Linked DNA regions of Thunnus thynnus: region 1 is linked to region 2. A link is a contact called in public Hi-C data. All regions are on one chromosome and are shown on one strand. The core of a region is the stretch at or near the end of the contact, and the rest is flanking DNA. Distances in the headings are between cores, read along the strand shown. Region 1 holds the start of ccnl1a (cyclin L1a). Region 2 holds the start of ssr3 (signal sequence receptor, gamma).

Region 1 (5,989 bases), core at 1,648-4,147, 170 kb before region 2:
AGCAGAACAGTTAACCAAATGACAACTACTTCTACCTCAACTGCAAACGCTACAAAACAAACCCACAAAACATTGTGTTTCAACAAAGTGGGAGATCGTTTAACTTGCCACTGTTATAAAAATCTAAAAATTGTATTTATGTAACAAATATCCAAAACCCATCAGGGTGGAATCATGATAATATTGATACAATTTGGGTTAGATAAATTTTGATTGATAAGCCTCTTCACAGGCTGTGTCAGACTCTGCTACCACTATACGTTTTCTGTAATGTACTACCTACATCACATCTGAAACAAAACCCTGACTGACATCCTTCAAACACTTGTAAGTAGTAAACAGCATTTAACCATTTAAGAATCAACAACAATCAAATTAAAGATTCAAACCTAGTAATTTGATGTTCCAAATTAAATAAATTAAAAAGATGAATATTGTCATGCTACAAACCACATGCACAGAAGAAACTTCCAGGATCAACATAACTCACATCTAAAATATTAACTTACTGCAAGTGCATTATGATTGTTGGTACGTTTACTTTAAAGCCGAGTCAAACAAACTACATATAATGCCAAACTATCGAGACTATGGTGCATGCACTGACCCTAAACAAGACATACAAAGTAACTGCTTAACCTACAAGAATCCAATCATTCTACCGCCAACGAACAAGGTGATATTTCTATAAAAGCCATGAATAGCAGTTGGTGAATGGAGTTTTGCTTTTGAAGCACAAACAAAATATATGGTGAGGAGCAGTCAGAGAAGAAAACTACATTACCCAATGGTCCGCAGATTGACGGACAGATACCCAAAGCTTAAGATTGAACCACAGGAGTCCTCAAGGTGCCCCAGGGGCCAAGGACCTTCGGCCAACCTGTCATCCCCGATCCCAGTGCCCCGCGGTGGCTCAGACCACGGGCGTCTCCCACAGGAAGGGGGTGGGGTGGGCCTGGGGGAGGAGAGAGACCCCCTCGCATCATGGTTGTCATGCCGACTGCTTCATCTTACGTACCATTCCACATCACCCAGGCTTTGGTAAATGTAGCTGGTCGCTGTTAGTTGGTTGCAAGGGAAAAAAGAAGCCAAGTTAATGCCAAGGTCTACAGTACTGACATGAACAGATTTCTATGAAGACAAAGGCACACGCAAACAACGCAGTTGTGCCTTGTCTTTCAATGCACTCCAGTTTTTAAAGTGCGTTTGTTGAGAATTCAATTTCAGTGTAATGTCAAACTTAGATGTTATATGTAGACATTGACACTTCTGAAACTACCAGTGTAGAGGAAACTGAAAAGTTTTAAAATGGTTTAGAGTACATGGATAAACAGAAGAGCACTTTCACAGCAAAAACAGATCAACATCATACAACATTGGATAAAGAAACAAATGCAATGCAACATGTTCCACGTAACAAAAAACATTATTTCCATAGAGAGAAGACTGGATTCAATGTTGATGCTTACTTTTTGCCTCTGATCTGTCTCAGGTAGTGGAACACATTGATGACGTCTCGTATTCGTCGTGGGGCTTCTTCGATCTTGGATGCCAAGTTGATACAAGCCATAGCAACAATCTGGAAAGAGGGAAATCAAAGCAAAAAGTTGGAAGGAAGAGTTCCATGCCTAAGACATGCAACCAGCGGTAATGTGACCACAAAGTTGGTCTATATGACGAAACGTGCAGCACGAGAACAGACATTTGTTAACTGTCAGCAGATTTCGTAATATTTTCCCTATTTATACTATGATAGGTATTAATTAACTTGATATTAGGATTATGAGAATTAGTCCCTTTGTGGGGACGACTGTAAATATATTGTCAAGACAGCTTTATAAATCACACTGAACTCACGATTTTATCATAAATGTGTTGGTATACAACATACAAAGTTGCGTGTACCGTTATTAAGGATGAATTAGTTTAGTGTATATGATTTCGCCTTTGTTTCTTTTACGTTATTACCTCATTGTTGGTTGCTGAAACATTATAAACTTTACTTTCGGTTTAATAAAGTATCTATCTAATATTTAAAATCTGTCGGAAAGTTTGAAGACTGGCTGTCAGGTGAATATACAACTAGAGGAAAATACATGTGTCGATCCAGCGTCATGTCTGAACTTTTGAGTTTCGTATTGTTTCGCACTGATCTTCACATTGTCCCTTCATTGTCTTAGAGCAGTTCAAAAAGACAACGTATCGACAACATGGCTGCCGGGAACGTAACCATGACGTTAAGCTAGCCAGCAACACATTAACTTCAATGGACTTACCTCAAAGCTGTGCTTCACAAAGGACTTGGAGTAGAAAAACCGATGAAAAAGCACCTGCCCCGTTGCCATTGCCACCTGTCGAGAAAAACACAGGACACAATGTTTAAACTCTTGTATAATCTAGCCTGTCCTTACACAATGGGCCGCCGCCATTTTAGCTCCACCACGCCAACATGAGCAAACTGCTAACAAGCAGGCCGCAACGTGTTGAGGACTACAAAAACACACCAGCTTGTTGCTCAGTGTCCATTCACCACACAAATATGTTTAACATTAGGTACTCAAGAAGATTTACCTGCGGTAGCCGGAGAAGAATACCCGCCGACTGAATCAATTCACACCCAAGGATGCGAAGGTCGGTCTCCGTGCTCAGGTCGAGGCCATCCAGCATCGACGGCGTCGGAGAGAGCCTTTCCTCTGGTATGAGAGAGTTATCGATCGTGAGGTACACCTCCGAGTAAACTTTGTCACCAATAAGGATGCCATCGTTGTTTGTGGACGCGTTGGAAGATACAGATAGGGGACCCGCGGCCATCTTCGCCCGAACAACAGCAGTTTCTCAGCTCAGCCTCGACAGAGCGACGGCGGAGCAGGATGAACTGACACAGCGCGTGACGTCACTGCCCTGTTGACTCTCAGACGTTAGTGCACATCCGCGCTGCTAAAATAGTCCAGCAATGTTGAATTATTGAGCAAAAGCATACATACCTTTCCCCAAAAGCGTTCACAAACTGTGTTCAGTATGAAACATGTATTAAAGCTGGCCCTCTTTCATCAAGTAATCACCATTCACCCTTTCTTTATTTTGTTCATATATTTCACATGTCTACATTACAACTCACTATGAGCTAGTTATTTAAGCACTAAACAATTGTACAGATATTTAACGAAACAATCGATCTCATATACAATGTAATATTGTTTCCACCGCTTACACTCATTACTGTAAATATGACCGGATGCTACCTTCAAGATCTCCACGTGAGCTATGTTTTTCCAAAATCAATCGTTTTGGATCATAAATGATAACAAACCGACCGACTAACAAAAACAAAAGTTGGCTCATTTTTGTCCATTATCATAATAAAACCCCATGTATGTGTCATTGCATCGACACGGCAAACAGCAGAAAATGTAGCCTATATGACTACTATGACTACTCATGTCTCACTTAGCTTAGTCTCCTAACACTAGTAGATGTTATTACACGGTAGTAATGTTTTACCATAGGTTATAACATTTTTGCTGTTGTTTTTGCTTTGTTGATTGAAGTTCACATAACTTCCCCTCGGAAATAGGCTACAAACCATATAAACGTTCTCGGAATCGCGTTGTTAAAACTTCCGACATCACCCGAAGGCAGCACGAAGCGAGTCACCACCAACGGTTTCAGTGACGTAGGTTACTGGAAAGTCCGGACCTCTCGCCATTACCTCTGGAACATATCCATCCGCCCCTCACAAAAAAAGGAGGAACAGAAGAAATGATTGCGGAAATTATCAGATGTTAGTAAGAAATAGGCGTTGTACGCCCAACTTACTCAAAATATACGTTTCGTAATACAAGTCAACCAATGAAATATACAACTATCGTGTTAGGGAGGGGTGGGTTAAGTGTTCTAGGATACAGTACGAACTGTATTTTAAGACTGTGCGAAGTACAGGTCGTCAAAGAAGGTGCAGCTCCACATGCTTAATTAGTTCAAACATTGTGCTCACTCACTGTTCAGCCCTCAGGATTTTTATAGCCTGAGGCCTTGCAGTAACGCCAAATGGACAGCAGAGAGAACTAGAGACCCACCAGATGTTTCTACCAAGAAAAGCTCCCTGGGGGTAAAGAGAGCTAGTGTTGTGAGGACTCATAACACTGACCTTGGACCTTGTTTGGCTACAGTTTTACTGTCAACAACTGATTTATGGGCCTAAGCTGCTGTAGTGTGTGTTTGTTTTTGTGAATGGTGTGTCTATATACACACACATATTTTTTTGCTGGATTACTGTCTTTGTTAGTTGCAACACTTACCAGCTGCGCAAAGCTGGTAAGTGTCCTGCACGCCAGTTTGTTTTCAGTCATTTGAGTTATTTCACATTTATTAGGGTATTTGCAACAGGAAAGCAGAATATCGACTGAGATGGAGCTCACATTATTACCTAATCTTGAGGCCCTGCCTTGTAGAAGAAGGGGCCTCTGTCAAATGTTTTAAGGCCTCAAATAATATAGTTTATAAGTGGTTCCCAAAAATGAGTAAAATGAAGCACTTTTTACTTGTCACAGCATGTAATCTCAGATTGTTTTATTTGAATAATTGTTAAAGGTTAAACAATCCAATATTTCACAAAAAAAACTTTCTTTTTACTCTTTTGTAGCCTATCCCATTAATTATCTTGTGACCCCTACAATACATCTTGTGACCAAGTGGACAGATCATCAACCACTGTTTTAATTTTGTGCTCACATGGTGCATATTCCTAAATAACAGTAATCAAATTACCACAAATTAAATGACACACGGGAAACGGTGCCAGGTATTTTACCAGCTCAAAAGTTCTACTTCTTTTCTGGGTCTGCAGGCAAAAATAGTGAAGTTGTAGGTTGCTGTGTACTTGATGGGAACCTGCAGGTGACAGGGCACACACGCAACATCTGAGGCTATTGTGAGCTATAGCCACAATCAAAAACATGGCATAAGGGCGTACTTTCATAACCTGTTTGAGGCTATATGTATGGCACGTAAAGGACAGACAAAATATCCGCACGAACACACACGTTTACCTACCTCAGTTTTACTGATACACCACATGAGGTGGCAGACTGAGGTCTCATTGTCCCTGTCATTAACCAACACCTACAACCAGCACCTCCGCCCCCGCACTTACGCAGTTACCACGACGACAAGAATACTGAGCATTCTTTCTCTGGTTGCCTGGGTGACACTAATTATAGGGTGTGGGAGGGCTCACGGGACGGCAGAATACCGGAACGACCATAACGACGCAGGAGAGAGGCGTTCAGGGACGCCCAGTGACGAACAAGGGCTTAGTTATACACTCCCTGCAGTGTGTGTGTGTGTGTGTTTATGAGCAACTTGCACAGATTCCCCAGGGACACGTGTGCATGCCTGCCCTGCTATGATAATTACTACGAGGAAGAGATCACACTCTGAGTGCGTGTGCGTGGCATGTGTGCATGTGAGTGTTTGTTAAGGGGAGATTAAATTTGAATGTTAAAGAGGGATCAAAACGTCATTCATATCAACGTAATAGGGCTTTATGCTTCGTGCCCTCTTACGCACATATCAAGATGTAGGACGGCTTTCAAGGAGTTGTATCCATTCAGGCGAGATCTCTCTCTCACACACACACATGCCCTGGGGCTCTTTCTCAAACAAACACACACACACACACACAAACCAGGAAGGACACCAGGTCAAGGGCTACAAAGCAAGGGCACAAGCAAAGGAAAAAGCCCCAGTAAAAGAGCAGAGGGCAATAGAAAAGAGAGATGACTGGATCAACAATAAAGTGAAGGCATAGATAGTGAAGGAAAGGCTGAGGGGGAATTGCTTTTTAGCAACAGGACGAGAGAGGTTGAATACCAAAAGAAGGCCAAAGAGATTAAAAGAATATTGACACAGAGACAGATTTAAGTCTGTGTGCCAAAGATAAAGAGAGAGCGTGTGTTTGTGTTTTGAGGGAGGCAGAAAATGTTTGCGG
Region 2 (5,522 bases), core at 1,811-4,310:
GTGTGTAGGAGAACCTACGGTGGCTGTGAAACTTGCAAAAAATGCGAAAGTCCCTCTCTAGAGCCAGTGTTTGGTTTGTCCATTCTGGGCTACTGTAGAAACATGGTGGCGCAACACGGCGGCCTCCATGGAAGAGGACCCACTCCCTATGTAGATATAAAGGGCTCATTCTAAGGTAACAAAAATACAACGATTATTATTTTCAGGTGATTATACACTAATTAAAATATACTTATGAATATTATACTCCATTTCTGCCAAGTCCTTTCTTCTAGATGCCACTACATTCTATACACTGCACCTTTAAGATAAATTGTGTCCTAAATCATCACAGATGTTAGTTGGTACATAGTCATTAGTGTTACTGTTCTTCACATTGTTTCTACAATGTTTATAGTAGTTTACAGTTTGCTGTTGTGAAAGAATGCATTTTTGGCACAGTTAGTACCTTCCCTCCAGCATGCTGTGAGAGGGCATCACAGTGTTGATGGTTTGCTTGTTGCTACCAATAAAATCACACAGTCTCTCATGAGATCATCTCTCTGCTTGAGTTCTTGCCATGGCAAATCCTCAGCCTGCTAGAGTATTTTAACAGTAATGGATTGTTTATTTGAAAATGTAAATAAATAACTGATTATTTGAATTGCAAAACTAATCCTTATGTCACTTGTTACAACAAAAAAGTAATCTGAGTACTCTAATGCATTACTTTGTTCTATGTTACCCCCAAAACTGGTCATTACAAACTTCTGCTGTAGACCTGAAAGCTCATTTTCTCAAGAATTACTTCAAATCTCTCCCCACTGAATGATATCCACCCCTCTACACAGTGTAATTGCTCCTTTAAAACCCTAAAAAGGAAATATACACCCTTTTTCTGTCACTAAAATAACTATAACTACTATGAGGCCATGACCTTATTCTTCTTGATTGTTTGTGACTCACAGCTCTACTGTTGCACTCACTGTCAGTCCCTCAGGAGATGTGCCTCACATGAATAACTAAACTGACATGTACCAACATGAAGATATTGACCTCTAGTGGGCAAAATGTGAATCCTGCAAGTGCTGCAGTAACTCTGGTAGATGCTTTGTTTTAGAGCCTGAACTTCAAACCCCTCACCATGAGAAGACTTTCCATATGCAGCGACAGCTTCTGCTCCAAAAGCTCGTAGTTCTTGAAAGTGGCAAACAGCGCTGTAAGGGGAGAAGTGTAGTTTATGGAGCATCCAAAGAGGAAAGTGGAGGAAAGGGGAGTAATTGGAGTCTATGAGAAATTGGAAAATGACTGAATAAGAAAGGCAGAGCAGTTTTCTGTTCTACCCAGGGAAAAAGAAGTTTTTTGTCAAAGTAATAAAGACTGAGGCATCTACAAAGAAACATGCTGATGTGACTTTAATTGGATGGTAGTGGTGGTACAGTGAGCAAGTAATGATTCTACTGAAAAGAGGAACTGCACATTTGGTCCGTTATATCTTCTTTTGAGGCTGATATTTGCAGATGATAAGAGGCAGCTTTGAAGACGTGTAGATGTTTTAATGAAAAACACAGTTTGTAGGATTTTTTAAAGTTAGGAAGCTGATGTAATTTTTTCATCTTGATGCTTTTGGAACCTGCACTCAAAGTAGTCAAAAATGAGAACTTAATATAGAAAAGAGGGTTTGAAAGATAGGTTCACTCAAAAAACAAAAATCTTTGCCCAGGTTTTGAGATGCACAATCATGCTGTCTAAATGTTTTCACTGGGACTTTTTTTTTTTCATTGCTGTTCAAATGAAAACTGTTGACAGTGAGGTCTGTGGTTTGACATTTGGGAGGACTTTTTTCCTGGATGTTTTTAAACTCTTACAAGGCACCCCTATTTTTGTGCAGAGGCCGGAAAATAATATATCCAAAATAAAAAGACTACTGTTCATAACTATGGTCTCATTTAAAAAGTAACTCTTTAACTTTTACAACCAAAAAGTCAGAATGAGTATAAGTGATCCTGAACCAAAGTTACGGAGGCTAAAGTGTCATTTAACAGGTTAATCTCAATTTTAAATCACAATTTATAATGTTGTCGTTCACCTTTGTGAATTGTATTATATTGGGATAAATGGAATAAATCTCAGAGATGGATAAATCAAAACCTGGACAATTTAAATGATCTGCTCCTAAGGAAAGTAAACATTTAATTTTATTTAATTTTATTTATTTTTTATTTTTGGTGTGAACTGACCCTGTTGGAAAGCAAAGCTGTGTCAAATAATGTAGTAATACCAATGCAGTGTCCTTCCAATTTCAATTTTCAGTTCAATTCAATTCAATTCTATTCAGTTCAATTCAGTTCAAGACCACATTCATGAACAGTAACCTTTTTATTTTGGCTATATTATTTTCAGGACCCTACAGAAAAATAGGTGTGCCTGGTAAGAGGTTAAAAAATATAAATAAAATGAGTAAGAAGTATATAAACACTGCAAAAGTTTTTTTAAAAAAAGTATTTAAATACATTTGTTCTGTAGGGACAATTAGAGTAATGTAGGTTTGCAATTGGCACTTCAGAAGTACATTTCAATTTGAAGCCAATACGTTATATCTGCAGCCGATGCCACTCTGAAATCCCCAAGGTGTTTTCTAATCATATTGGAAAAGAGAATGCAGGTATCACACTAGGAATAGTAAACGGTGAATATAAAATTGCTCCTTGTGCCAAATTGTCCCAGATTATGTGCATTCCCTAATGTGGGACAGTTCAGGCTGAAATCTGAGACACTTGTTGTGAGGTTGAAAAGCCTGAAAATGCTGAAAGGTGTAAATCACCTTAATTCATACAATTCAATAATTCAGTTACATAACATCCCAGGTTTAATTTGACAGCAGTCCTATTCCTTAACATTTGTTCGAAGAAGATATAGGTGCATTTCATTTGGCATTGTAATTCAACCTACAGTAAGTGAAGTACGTCTGTCACACATCAGCAGACTACAGCGATCCCTCCTCCCGTCCTGCGGGGGGCAGCAGTGAGCTGAGAGCGCGTCGTTCTTCCAGACAGACGGTAAGAAAGCTGACGTGTTTCCGGCTTTATGCTGACGCGTCCTCTCGTCTCCTTCTACTCCGACGTGTCAGTCTTCTTGTGTCCAGAGCCGAGCAGCAGACAGGCCGCTCAATCCGCAGACATGGCACCTAAAGGCAGCAGCAAGCAACAGTCCGAGGAAGACCTTCTGCTCCAGGACTTCAGCAGAAACCTCTCAGCCAAGTCCACCGCGCTGTTTTACGGCAATGCTCTCATCGTCTCCGCCATCCCCATCTGTGAGTATCCGCACACACACTGCACAAGCTGGCTGCTGCTAACCAGCTGAGCTAACACTTACCATTCATTCAATACAGGGGGGAAAAACGGACTGATTGGCTGCTCAGAGTACCTGCAAGGACTGCTTCAGTGAGATTAGACATAATAAAATGCTATTATGAACAAGAATAGCTGCGATATGTTTCCTGTATCCGAGTAACTGTCATGAAAAGTGTAGCAGCAGAGTTCCTGTAATTATGTGTTGTAGCTGGTTAGGACTTTGGTAATAAGCAGATAGGTCCATGTTGTAGTGAAAATATAAAATATGAAGATGAATTCACAATCTTTAGTTTACTCTACACTGGTTTTAGTTTATGGAAAACACCAAAAAGCTTTTGCACACAAACTGCATACTCTTCTTATCCTTTATTTAACCAGGTGAAAAGTCTCATTGAGATTAAAATCTTTTACATTTATACAAGATAGACATACAAAAAAGGAAACAAACAACAAAAAGTACAGAATGGTACACTGACACATGTACAACAAGGTATAACAGTACATTGCCTCACAATGAATTACTCATTTCATGATCATAGGTTCTACTTGACCTGTACAGAGGGATTCATGTTAAAATAAAAATAGATAAGCTCACTCATTGAGATTAAAATCTCTTTTTCAAACAGTGATCTGGCCAAGAGAGAAGCATAAGCATCGTTACTACAATAAACACAAACAACACAAACGGATGAAGACAACGGTCACACTCCACAAACAAGTGAACACAACAATATCCAATTAGTATGCAATACAAGGACAAAAATCCAGTTATGATGCATAAACAGGGATGATTTCAGTGGAAAGTCACATTGACCAAGAGTACTATTTTCTAGATCCTTTAAAATGGACTGAAATCCCCCGTTATAATCAGCTCTGACAATTTCAGATCCTTCTGTACATTGTTCCAGCAGGAAGAGGCAGCGTATTTAAAAGCTCACTGACCTAAAATCATTTTAAAACATTGCTAACAGTGTGATTGTCTCTGTCTGTCTCTTTAGGGCTGTTTTGGAGGATTTGGCACATGGACCTGGTCCAGTCTGCAGTCCTGTACGCTGTGATGACTCTGGTCAGCACCTACCTGGTGGCCTTTGCCTACAAGAACGTCAAGTTTGTTCTCAAACACAAGTAAGACGGAAAAACACAGCACAACATTGAGTTAGATGATTAGTTTAGTGGTCGTTAGCATTCATTGATCTGCCTGGTGTCATAACATCATGTTGCTGTTGCCTTTCTCGAGACATGTAACACATGATTTTTATGCCTTTTGAGTGAAGTTTGAGTCTATTTAAGCAGGCAGAGTAAGAATCCAAGATGCAATACTCATGCCAGTACATTTGATTAGCTGTTCAGTAAACAAAGTGCTTTGTAACCACAACTGAGGGGATTACTAGTTAACCATCAAGTACATTTTTATTCTTATCAGTCACTTTGCCTCAAAATATATTTTCTAAGTTTGAGAAAAATCTCCCCCTGACTCCTAATATTTGCAACTTTTCTCTCTTGATCCTCCAGAGTTGCCCAGAAACGTGAGGATGCTGTTTCCAAGGAGGTGACCAGGAAGTTGTCTGAGGCAGACAACCGCAAAATGTCCCGCAAGGAGAAAGATGAGAGGTAAAACATGTTGAAACAGTGTTGTGCTGGATTATTTCCACTTAGCTTTGACGAAGTCATTGTGATAAGTCTGTGAAGTTCATCAGTCATAGAGTAACGGTATATCCAGAAGGGTTAAGTCAAGGACAGCTGGCCTTGTTTTGGGTTGGTGAGGTGAGGAATCTCTGACATTTAATCTAGGTTAACGACCCTGCAGACGTCTGGGACTCGCCTCTAGTTAGTCAGAAGTGAAGAAGCTCTTTGGATGAGAGGAAACATTTTAAAGAATAAAACAAGTTGAGACTTAGCCCGTCTGGATAAAAGTGTAATGTGTCAGACATACATGTGTATGAAATTTAAATGCGGTGTTGTCACCTGGCTTCAGAGCAGTCACACAGTCATGTCTTGTTGCAAGCCTGTTGACTTTTTTTGTAATTATGGTCCTACTTGGGTCAGCTGGTACCACATAACACAGATACTGCCTGTGTTAGGTTTTAGTCAACTCCCGCTGGGGTGTTTTCTGCAAAATATGTTTGCACACAGGAGAGAGAAAGTTCTCACAAAATGACACAAGTACGTCCAGTAAATTGTCTCAACAGT

The links. Hi-C and Micro-C count contacts between places; a contact is called where the count stands out from the background.
Region 1: a contact with region 2 is called in a Hi-C map of muscle, with 11 times the contacts expected there. The contact joins the promoter of ccnl1a here to the promoter of ssr3 in region 2. A contact is called at or near these places in 3 of 3 Hi-C or Micro-C datasets (heart and muscle).

Annotation. Positions count from the first base shown.
Region 1 is chr7:12,326,049-12,332,037 of fThuThy2.1, reverse strand. It overlaps ccnl1a (cyclin L1a), which reads right to left and starts at 2,897. Exons shown (of 10, transcript XM_067594413.1): 1 at 2,572-2,897; 2 at 2,277-2,351; 3 at 1,470-1,579. The coding sequence starts at 2,811. lekr1 (Leucine-, glutamate- and lysine-rich protein 1) reads right to left here. Exons shown (of 12, transcript XM_067594412.1): 12 at 3,030-5,989.
Region 2 is chr7:12,153,841-12,159,362 of fThuThy2.1, reverse strand. It overlaps ssr3 (signal sequence receptor, gamma), which reads left to right and starts at 3,060. Exons shown (of 5, transcript XM_067594410.1): 1 at 3,060-3,292; 2 at 4,331-4,457; 3 at 4,845-4,943. The coding sequence starts at 3,067.